Regions from separate parts of the Mus musculus genome. Here region 1 is linked to region 2. The links are chromatin contacts, called in public HiChIP or PLAC-seq maps. All regions are on one chromosome and are shown on one strand. The core of a region is the stretch at or near the end of the contact, and the rest is flanking DNA. Distances in the headings are between cores, read along the strand shown.

Region 1 (5,275 bases), core at 465-2,964, 47 kb before region 2:
ATTGTCTCCTTTGGATATATAAAATCTTTGTGTACTTCTTTCGAAACTGAAATCTCTGTCTAACACTGAGATACTTTCCCTTTTTGTTTCCCCAGGGAGGGACTGACCTGATCATCAATAGCTACGGTCCTATAATTAAAAACAACACTAAGAAAAAGTGGCTTTTTTTCCAAGACACTAAGAAAATCAAAGTTGAACAGGTAATCCACCCATGTGAGGAGAATCCTTTACAGTCTGCGGCATAAGAAATGATAATTAGAAATACAGGGAGTTGGGGGGGGTGTAAATGAAGCGGTTTTGACTGACCTGGTTCGATTCTGACAGTGGAGAGCTGTGGTGGGTGGAAAGAAAGTTCGGACAGTAATCTGAGATGTGGTTTTCAGTGGGGTGTGAAGACTTAGAAGAGAGGGATATAAGGAGTTATATCGGAATAACCAAAGGGCTTGTTATTTTTTTCTTTTTATTTATTTATTTATTTATTTATTTAGGTTTTTCGAGGCAGGGTTTCTCTGTATAGCCCTGGCTGTCCTGGAACTCACTCTGTAGACCAGGCTGGCCTCGAACTCAGAAATTCGCCTGCCTCTACCTCGGCTTGTTATTTTTATTTGGTTGGTTGGTTTGGTTCCATTTTTTGGGAGGGGGGGTTGGTTTGGTTTGGTTTTTTTGTGTTGGTTTGGTTTGGTTTGGTTTTGGTTTTGAGCCAGGATTTCTTTGAGTAGCTCTGGCTGGCCTCTAACTCACAGATCCACCTACCTCTGCTTCTGGAGTGCTGGGATTAAAAACCTGTGCTACCACAGTCCGCCTTGTTATTTTTTTAAGTCTTTGTTTTGTTTTGTTTTGTTTTGTCTTTTTAGTTAACATATGTGTGCCAGTAACTAGTCGCCCCTGGGAACAGAGCACTAGGAGGCCAGCCTAGGGTGTTGGATCACCTGGAGCTAGAGTAACAGATGATTGTGAATCACCAGATGTGGTGTCCTATCAGAGCAAAATGTGGTCTTAGTGGCTGAGCCATCTCTCCAGACCTGCCAAGGAAGGTTCTAGTTCAGAAGTGCTCCCAGTCACCTAGGGGGAGCCACTGATCACACAGACAGTCCATTTATGACATGCCTTTTTTTTGTTTATTTTGTTTTGGTTTTTGGTTTTAGCTTTTCCAAACAGGGTTTCTTTGTGTATCCTTCTCTGTTTTGTAGCTAGCTCAATGGATCTGGTTTGAATTGAACTCAGACATCCGCCTGCCTCTGTCTCCCAAATGCTGGGATTAAAGGCTTGCACCACTCCCGCCAGCACAATGGGAGTTCTGGAACTTGTTCTCGAACTTGAACTATTTGCTATCTCATGGCTACCTTATCTATTCTTGCCTAGACTCAAAGAAGATTTACTCAGGCCGTCTGCTTTTACCAGCCGGGCACCACCGTGCTGATCAGCGATGAAGATTCCCCCGGCTCCCCAGGCCAGACCGCCAGCTTCCCAAGACCTTTTGGGGCTACTGCCCTTGACACAGAGCATTCAGCGAACAGTGAAGGCAGCCATGAGACAGGGGATTCCGGAAGGTTTTCCCATGAGTCCAATGATGAGATACACCTGTCCTCCGTCATCAGCAGCACGCCCCCCACCTCGAATCCCCTCGCTGGTGGCGATTCTGATGGGGATGCTGCACCGAAGAAGCACGGAGACCCTGCGCAGCCCTTGCCAGCTGAGCAGACCTCAGCTCCGCAGACATCTGCGGGGCTGCGATATGCTGCCGAGGGTTTTCCGGTCTAGACAGCCACGCTCAGGGATTCACAACAAGCACCTGTTCGAAGGACAATGAGCAGGGAGCCAAAGCCTTTTGTGAAAATCTTGATGTCTTACTGTTTATTGTTTGTTTTGTTTGTTTGTTTTTTATCTTTTTTTTTAAACTATTTTTAAGCTTACGAATTTTGAATGTTTCAACTGTCAACAATGTGAAAAAGGGCAGTCAAGATGCTTGACTGGACTCTAAGATAAATCACTGGAGCGGAGGGAAGACTGCCTAAGCCCTCTGCTGAATAGCTACCTCAGTTTGCTGTGGGCAGACTCTGAAGACAACTGTGCTGCCTTCTTCGAGTGCTGGTTTCTCTCAGTGGCATAACCAGCGGGACTTGCTAGTGACGCTGTGTGTCCATTGTGTGTGTGCTGTGTGTGACTGAAGGAGTCCGATAGGTAGGAGAGGAAAGATGTTGATCTGAAGCTCTGATTTTTTTTTTTTTTTTTTAAAGAACCGTGATAATGTAACACCTCTGGCTGTGAGGAGAAAATATGGGAGTATATTTATTTGAATGGAAGAAACAAATACGTCTCTTTGGAGAAGAGAACATTCCATAGTACATAGGGGATCGTGTCCTTGCAAAGCTGTTGGGTTTGGGACACCAGAGCAGGAGAATTTTGCTCCAGCCTGCATCAGCCTGCCCTCAGCCTGCAAAACCACCTTTCCCTTTGCTCCACAGCCGGCCAAGGGCTGCGCTGTCTTGTGGAACGTTTTCAAAGTTTACAGAGCTAGCTGCAAAATACAATGTAGGAAAGTGGATTTTTTTTTTAATGGTTCAGATTTTCTTTTTTAAAATCTCAGTTTGGCTTCAAATGGGGCAAAGAAGAAATGTTATTAAATATTAAGAATGAAGATAAACGAAACAGTAGAGATTAAGACAGACTTGAGGTTTTCATAATAGCAGTGCCTTCCATTGTGAGAAATTTTGCCTTATACCTTTTTAATATTCACGAAGATGTTTAGGAAAAAAGGTACCAAAAATTTGCCTTAAAAAAAAAAAAGCTTGGATCTTAGCGATAGCTGTGCTATCTGGCACCTTGATGAAGCTGCTCTCTTTTTGAAGCTCAGGTTTGCTCCCTATCACCCTGGCGGCTGAACTCTGGCTTCGTAGCCCACTAACACTCCAGAAGCGAGTTCATTCTCTGGTTTAAAATCAACAAATTGTCTCCTCTTCTGATCCGGCAGCCTTCTCCGTCACAAGGCAACATGCTAGGTGCCGAGCCACGTGGGAAGGACAAAGACTGAGCTGTGAAAAGAAGAAACAAGTCCTTAGCCTTTTAAAATCATGAGTTTTGCCCTCCCTGAAATTTTTTTGGAAGTGGCTTTGAATTGCATTTTAAAAGAAAAGCCCTCCGTGGGTTTTCCCTTGAAACCGTCCCTCCATGCACAGACAAGGCAGGTCCTGCCAAATGGTGTTATCACCCCAGTGTCATCTATTGCGAAAGCCTGACACTGCCACAGTTTTCATCGTCATTCTAAGTTTTGTGCCAAATTGGACTTTCTTAGAAGCCCAGGCACTACTCAGCACAGTTCTGTCCCATTCACCATGGGCTTCTCGGCAAAATGGGGGGAAAAAAGAAAGAAGAAAGAAAAAAAAAAAAAGCAGAGCTTTAGGTAAACAGTCGGAGGGGAGAAAAAATGGCTTCCTTCCCCTGCCTTCGCGCTCCTGTTTATACTACCTCCTTTTTAAAGTTATTCTAGTGTTATTGTTCTTTCCTGTACTCAGGGACTTTTTTGTTACTCTTGAGCTCATGTTGCATGGGCGGGTGCATTGACAGGGTATGGTGGTGTTTGGTTCGTAAGTAGAAGTACGTGGGCCAACTTCTCTCAGTATCTAAAATGAAGGGCACAATGGGATCACAAGTCAGAAGCAAACAGATCGAAAAGGGGAAAGCAGGTTTAAGGCCATGCATATTTAAACCGTGTTCCCTGCCTGGATCATCCGAAAGGCTGGGACAGGACATTTCTGGAAGAACGTGCTCTGTTTAATGATAAATAGGCCCTTAGTTATGATAGGTCTTTAGCTTATAATTATTTACTAGTTCATTTTTTGTTCTTATACAGACTTTTCTGTCAATTCTGTTACCAAAGAATTTTCAGTAGACAGTAAAATTTCTATGATAAGTACCTTAAATCCAATTCACTAGAAACAGATATAGACTCGAATATAAACAATTTCTAACCCTAATCTGAAGGGTTTATATTGATAGTTAAAATTAATTAGGCTAGTGACATAAACTACCTTACCGTCACCAGAGTTTAAAATAAATTTTAATTTCCTTGCCAGCATATGGTTACAAACTCTTTAAACTGTAAGGTTTTTTTTTTCTCCAGCAAGTAACGAAACCTTCAACTCTATAGTATTAATGTATTTTCTAATTGTTGAAATTACTTGTTGGAGAGAAAAAAATAAATATTACTACTAATGTCATGGACTAAAGTATTTAATGTTCAACAGAGGTTTTAGGCTTGGTGAAAGCCAGCCTCTCTGAAGTCTGAAGTACGAAATTCCAACTAAAGTGTGAAGGTTATCATGTCTTCCTCGAGGTTTCATTATTCATCGTATTCAACTCCAAATAAGCTGACATGCAAATTAGAAACTGTTTCATTTTCCAAAAACGTATTTGCTGGAAGCGGTGATAACCTGGCTGCCTGTCATTTTTTAATGTCAAATATTACAATATACTGCTCATCGGTATTTTCATACCAAAGACCATTAAAATATATAGTTTAGCCTGTAAGTAAAGATGAGCAGGTTTAAAGTAAATTTATTTAGAAACAGATAGGGAATATAGCTTTAGTGGCAAAAAGAAAATATCAAAAGGCTAAGTTTACATAGTTAAAAGCAATACAGTTATATTGGTATTTATCAGTGTTTTTTATTCGAGTACTTTATATCAGCAAATTAAAAAGAAATTAAAAACCAAAGATATTTAAGGTTACCTCAGAATATAGGAAAGTTTAGCTGTACATTGAACTGTTGTTTGTTGTTTTGTGTTAACAAACTGTCTCTCCAGAACCTCTCCTCTGTGCAGACAGCGTCCTGAGGATTTATTTCCATGGTGTCTGCTCACTCAGTCTCAGGTGTGTTTTTACTACATGGTGTGCTGCTTCCATACAGCCTGTGAGGGTGATAGGTCGGCAGAGAGAGCATCAGGCTTGTCTGTATTGTGGGAACCCCTACATCATTCTAAGTCGTCTGCATTCCTATGTAAAGTCCTTCTCTAGATACTCAGACAGCTTGAGGAAACCAAAAGGTGCCACTGTTCGGACGGGCAGTGCTTTGGGTTCAAATACGGTTCCTAAATCATAAGATTTTCATTGCGTCGAAAAGCTGGCTTTCGATCTCAAGTGAAACCCTGTTAAAGTGCCAGGGGGTGAGATGCTCCTGATGTGTTTGTTAGAAGCTCTCTTGCCTTTACCTCAGACACGAGCAATGGCAGCAATGCAGCAGAGACTGGGGTACGCACTGCTGTCTCTCTTCTGCAG
Region 2 (5,208 bases), core at 2,506-5,005:
GGCTTAGTGGGCATGATGGCACACACCTTTAATTCCAACACTTGTGATGCAGAGAACAGGCAGGTCTCTGTGAGTGTGAGGCCAGCCTGGGCTACAAACAGATGCCATATATTCTTAAATTTTTAAAATTTGGCATTAGTAAGTCAGATGTGGAGTCACATATGTATTCCAGGCAGAAGGACGGAGTTTCATTATGTAACTAGCCTGGGCTACATAGTGAAAGAGGGGTAGGGAAACAGTGGGGTGAGAGGGCTCAGCAAATCAGTAGCCCGAGCTATACAGCAAGTTCCAGGTCAGCCTAGACTACATGGTGTCTCTAAAATGAACGAATGAATAGTAATTTTTAAAAAGAACCTTTTGTTTTATATACGATGCTTATTTGTTTTATGTATTAGAGGTCAGAGAGCAACTTGCCAGAGTTGGTTCTCTCCTTTGACCATGTGGGTCCTGGGGCTTGAACTCACGCTATCAGGCTTGGCTCCTTAAGAATCCTTTTTTTTTTTTTTTTTAACTTCCTTTTTTCAGCCATCATTTAGTGTACAGCAATAATTTGCTTGTTTGTATTGCTATATAATATTCTGTTTGTGTATTTACTTTAGAAATATTTAGGTGCTTTCCAGGTTTAAAGGATTTCATTTATTTTATATTATGTGTAGGAATCTTTTGCCTGGCCTCTGTCTATGCACCGTATGCATGCAGTGCCTTTTGAGGCCAGAAGAGGGCATCAGATTCCCTGGACCTGGAGCTACAGACAGTCATGAGCTGCCTTGTGGGTGCTGGGTTCTCTGTAAAGCAGCAGTCAATGCTGTTAACTGGTGAGCTGTCTCTTTAGGCCCTAAGGGAGGACATTATTTTTATCTATCTATCTGTCTGCAGTTTCTCCTCCCTCCTCTCCTCCCAGTCCTTACCCCCATCCCTCCTCCCGACACCCATTGTTCCTCCCCTTCTCTTCAGAAAAGGGGAGACCTTAAGGAGGACATTTTTTTTTCACACAAGGATCGTATGAGATCTGTCTCAGAGAAGACTGGGTTATAGACAGTTAAAGGGTCTTTCTTACATTCCTTCAGTTTAAGCCAGGCAATGGTAGTACATGCCTTTAGTTCCAATACTAGGGAGGCAGAGGCACAGGCACAGGCAGGTGGATCTCTGTGAGTTCCAGGACAGTCAGGGATACACAGAGAAACCATGTCTTAAAAAACTGGGGGGTGGGGGGATGGGGGGGTGAGGGGGGACGACGACAAAGTTTCTTTAGCCTAAAATATCTAATATGTCAAATATAGCATGGTGTGGGATAAGCAAAGGGATTGCCTCCATTTTGGAAGCGCTGAATCTAGTTGGAAACTTCCTTCTCTTAGGCTGTCCCAAATTCCAACCCCTTTCACAAAGGCGTTTCTCCCCTTAGTCTGTTCCCTCCTGCTCAGTGTGCTGAGCTCAGCTTGTTCAGCTACAGAGAGATGGCTTATACGCCTGGGTTGAAAAGCTTTGAAGAAATATGTTAGATAAAAAAATTAACAATATTATGCTTTTTGATAAACATCAGTTCTGCTTTTATTTGTTTTTGATTTTTTTTTTTTTGAGACAGGGTTTCTCTTTGTAACCCTGCCTATCCTGGAACTCCCTCTATAGACCAGGCTGGCCTTGAACTCAGAGATCTGCCTGCCTTTGCTTCCTGAGTGCTGGAACTAAAGGCATGAACCACTACTGCCGGATAGTTCTGCTGTATTTTATTTCAGACAAGGTCTCATGCAGCCCAGGCTGGCCTCAAATTTAGTATGTAGTAGAAGTTAGCTTTGAACTTCTGGTCTTCCTGTTTCCACTTTGCAAGTTCTAGGATTTCAGCACACACAGCTACACCTACCTGGTTTGTGTGATGCTGGGATTAAACCCAGGGCTTTGAGCATGCTAAGCAAGCTCTCTACCACCTGAGCTACCTCCTCAGCCCATCAAGTCCTTTAGTATTTTATAATTTATTTGGTTTTCCAAGATAGGATTTCTCTGTGCAGCCTTGCCTGTCATGGAACTTGCTCTGTAGACCAGGCTGGCCTCGAACTCAGAAATAGATGCCTGCCTCTGCCTCCCAAGCACTGGGACTAAAGGTGTGTTGGCACACTGCCTGACTTCTTTTTTATCTTTATTTTTAAAGATTTATTTATTTATTATATGTAAGTACACTGTAGCTGTCTTCAGACACACCAGAAGAGGGCGCCAGATCTCATTACAGATGGTTGTGAGCCACCATGTGTTTGCTGGGATTTGAACTCAGGACCTTTGGAAGAGCAGTCGGTGCTCTTATTCACTGAGCCATCTCACCAGCCCCAATTTTTTATTTTTAAGTATGTGCATGTGTGTATGTGTGTGTGTGTGTGTCTGTGTGTGTATACAGTGCCTGTAGAAGCCAGAAAAGACACAAGAGCTTGAGACAACATGCTAGGAACAAGAATAGAATAAAAAGAGGGAAATGGCAAAAAGCAGGATGAAAGTGAAACAAATCAGCAGGATGTTAGGTTCTCTGCTCAGAAGGACTGACAAAGGAGCAGAAGTTTGAGATAATGATCTGCTGACAAAACAGGTCAGGATCAGGAAGGGAGAGATACTAACACCAACTCTACTGATCCTAAACTTTCTGCAATAAATTATGCTGGAGTTTAAACATTTCCCTAAATGCTCTCCAAACTTTTTTTTTCTAGTTTAAAATGCAGCATTCTATGTGCAAATAACTTCTCTAGTACTTAATTACATTTATCATTCACATCAGACTCGCGTAATGTAGAAACTGGGCCTAAGGAAGTAGTGTAGAAGGAGCATTTAGAATAAATGAAAGATCTCAGTCATTTTTCTGCTAACAATGCACATGGCACTAAAGACGTTGGGCTGAACTACACGGCCTTCAAGTTTCTTGGCAGCTGAAGTTCGGTGTGTATTATTGAAGTCCAGTGTAAGCTACTGGGAAATGGATCAGTTTAAATCCAATAGATCCTACTATGGAATTGCAGCAAAGTTTATTGTGAGGCTTTTGGGTCTCAAAAATTGAAGTTTAGGTCCCTTCCCAGGGTTAAGGGAATGTACACACCAGTGCTCCTAGGATGGGTGACGGCGTCAGCCCCTGAACATCAAACGTTGCTTTGTATTTTGAGACAGAATATTTGTGTTTATCAGGGTGGGTCTCCAACTGAGGGCTCTGCTCAAGTCGTGAGATTACAGGCTACCACACAGCAAATGGTCAGAGCAAACCAAACGTCCTGACTCTAAATGTGCCTTGCTGTCACAATGTACACATTCCAGCTCTGCCGACCCATATCCCTCTGCATCCTAAAGCTCCAAGCTTTTTCCTTTCCAGAGCTGGGAATACAACCCAGCCTCTCCCAGGGAGCCACACCACAGCTTCTCTTCTCCTTTAGCAAAAAGTCACTTTAAACTATTTGTATGTAATTAAGTTGTGCCTGCGTGTGAGTGCGGTGCCCTCGGAAGCCAGAAGAGGGTATCAGATTGGAGCTCCTGGCGCTTGAGAGACGCCGAGCACGGGTGCTGAGCCTCGAACTCGGATCCTCTGGGAAGCAGTGCCTGCGCACGGCAGTCTCCTGTCCCCGAGCCCTCTCGTTTCCGTGTTCTGCTCTACTTCGTCCTCATTCTCTCAGAGGCAGCGGGGACACAGATACTCCAGACTCAAGTAGGACTACCGACAACTGCAATACCCAACATAGTGGGAGACCGAGGGTCCTACTGGACCCCTGACCCGGAAGGACCCTAAGGGCCGGAAGTGATGGCAACCCCGCAATCCCCGCTTCCCTAGCAACCCGATCGGCTTCCTAGCGACGTAAAGTGGCTGTGCAGTCCCTGGTCCCGCCATGCCAGTGCGAGTGAGCGAGTTCAGCTGGCAGCAGACGCCGGCCACGATCTTCCTGTCGCTGCCTTTGCGGGGCGTCTGCGTGCGCGATGCTGACGTATTCTGTGGGGAAAGTTACCTGAAGGTGGGCGGGGCGGAGATGCAGTTGCTGTGCGCCCCGGGAGCAGGAGCTGTCTTGTAGAGTGTCCATGGCTTTACTTTTTTAAAGTTAATTTTTAATTTACATTTTTTACCCTTAATTAATTTATTTTTGTTATGCTAAGGATCAAACCCAGCATCCTGTGTATGCCAAGCCACTGAGCTACATCTCTAGTAACTATGTATATATTAAATGTATGAATGCGTGCATTCATGAGTGTGCATCAGGTGTGTGCAAATGCCTGCGAAGGCCAGAAGAGGGGGGTCAGATCTCCTAGAACTAGAGTTACAGATGGTTGTGAGCCACGCAGGATGGAAGAATAAGTGCTCTTAACCACTGAACCATCTCTCCAGCCCCAATAGCTACAGGGGTGTGAGCAGGGTGGAGGGTGTCTTATTCTGTAGCCCACACTGGCAATCCTCCTGCCTCAGACTTCCAAGTGTTGGGATTAATGGGATGCTCTCCCATCCCTGGCTAAACCTCAACTTAAAGTTGATAAACAAGTCTAAAGCTGCTGAGATGGGCCAATGAGTTAATGCACTACCACCAAGCCTGACAGCTGCAGTTCCGTCCCCAGAAAGGAGAAAACCAATTTCTCACAATTCTCTGACCTCCTCCTGCGTGCCATGGCACTCAGACCCACACACATGCGCACAACGTTGTCATTAAAACAACAGCTGGGCAGTGGTGGTGCTCACCTTTAATCCCAGCACTTGGGAGGCAGAGGCAGGCGTATTTCTGAGTTCGAGGCCAGCCTGGTCTACAGAGTGAGTTCCAGGACAGCCAGGGCTACACAGAGAAACCCTGTCTCGAGAAACCAAAAAACAAAGCAAAACAAAACCAACCATCCAACCAACCAACCAAACAAAAATATCTAAAAAAAAAAAACAAAAAAACCAAACCAACAACAAAAACAAATCTGTTGTCAGTGTGGTGTCATCTAGACATATTCAGGTTCCAGATTTGCTTTCATCTATTGCGTCCTCATATGCTTTGCTAAATTATGCTGCCTGGAATAAATTCAGTGGGGTTTTGAGAAACATTTTACACACACACACACACACACACCGGGATGGAGAAGGGGAGGGCTGGCTTCAAACTGGCTCCCTCACTTCGTAGCTGAGAATGGCCTGGGATGTCTGAGCACCCTGCTTCTACCTCCTGAGTGCCCGGATAACAGGCCTGGGACACCACACCAGGAACTATGTCCCCACCCTAGCATGTT

Evidence for each region. HiChIP or PLAC-seq counts read pairs in DNA pulled down with a chosen protein or histone mark.
Region 1: a contact with region 2 is called in an H3K4me3 HiChIP or PLAC-seq map of embryonic stem cells, with 5 times the contacts expected there. The contact joins the enhancer-like site here to the promoter of Dnaaf4 in region 2. A contact is called at or near these places in 7 of 39 promoter capture datasets (the C10 cell line, hippocampal neurons, liver and 3 more), 1 of 15 datasets of contacts at CTCF or cohesin (the NIH/3T3 cell line), 45 of 484 Hi-C or Micro-C datasets (the Ba/F3 cell line, the G1E-ER4 cell line, Th1 cells and 17 more), 10 of 115 datasets of contacts at active chromatin or transcription factors (embryonic hindbrain, embryonic stem cells and memory CD8 T cells) and 3 of 9 other capture datasets (adipose tissue, embryonic stem cells and pancreatic islet).

Annotation. Positions count from the first base shown.
Region 1 is chr9:72,910,542-72,915,816 of GRCm38.p6, forward strand. Prtg (protogenin) reads left to right here. Exons shown (of 20, transcript NM_175485.4): 19 at 96-200; 20 at 1,363-5,275. The coding sequence ends at 1,761. Among named protein-coding and RNA genes, the nearest start is that of Pygo1, 12 kb to the right of the region's middle. Within about 2 kb of position 1,715, at least 23 of the 459 cell types and tissues checked have an H3K27ac peak or open chromatin away from gene starts, as enhancers often do. A contact at or near this core is called in the G1E-ER4 cell line, embryonic stem cells and liver, where this site is marked.
Region 2 is chr9:72,955,030-72,960,237 of GRCm38.p6, forward strand. Dnaaf4 (dynein axonemal assembly factor 4) reads left to right here and starts at 3,756. Exons shown (of 9, transcript NM_026314.3): 1 at 3,756-3,968. The coding sequence starts at 3,846.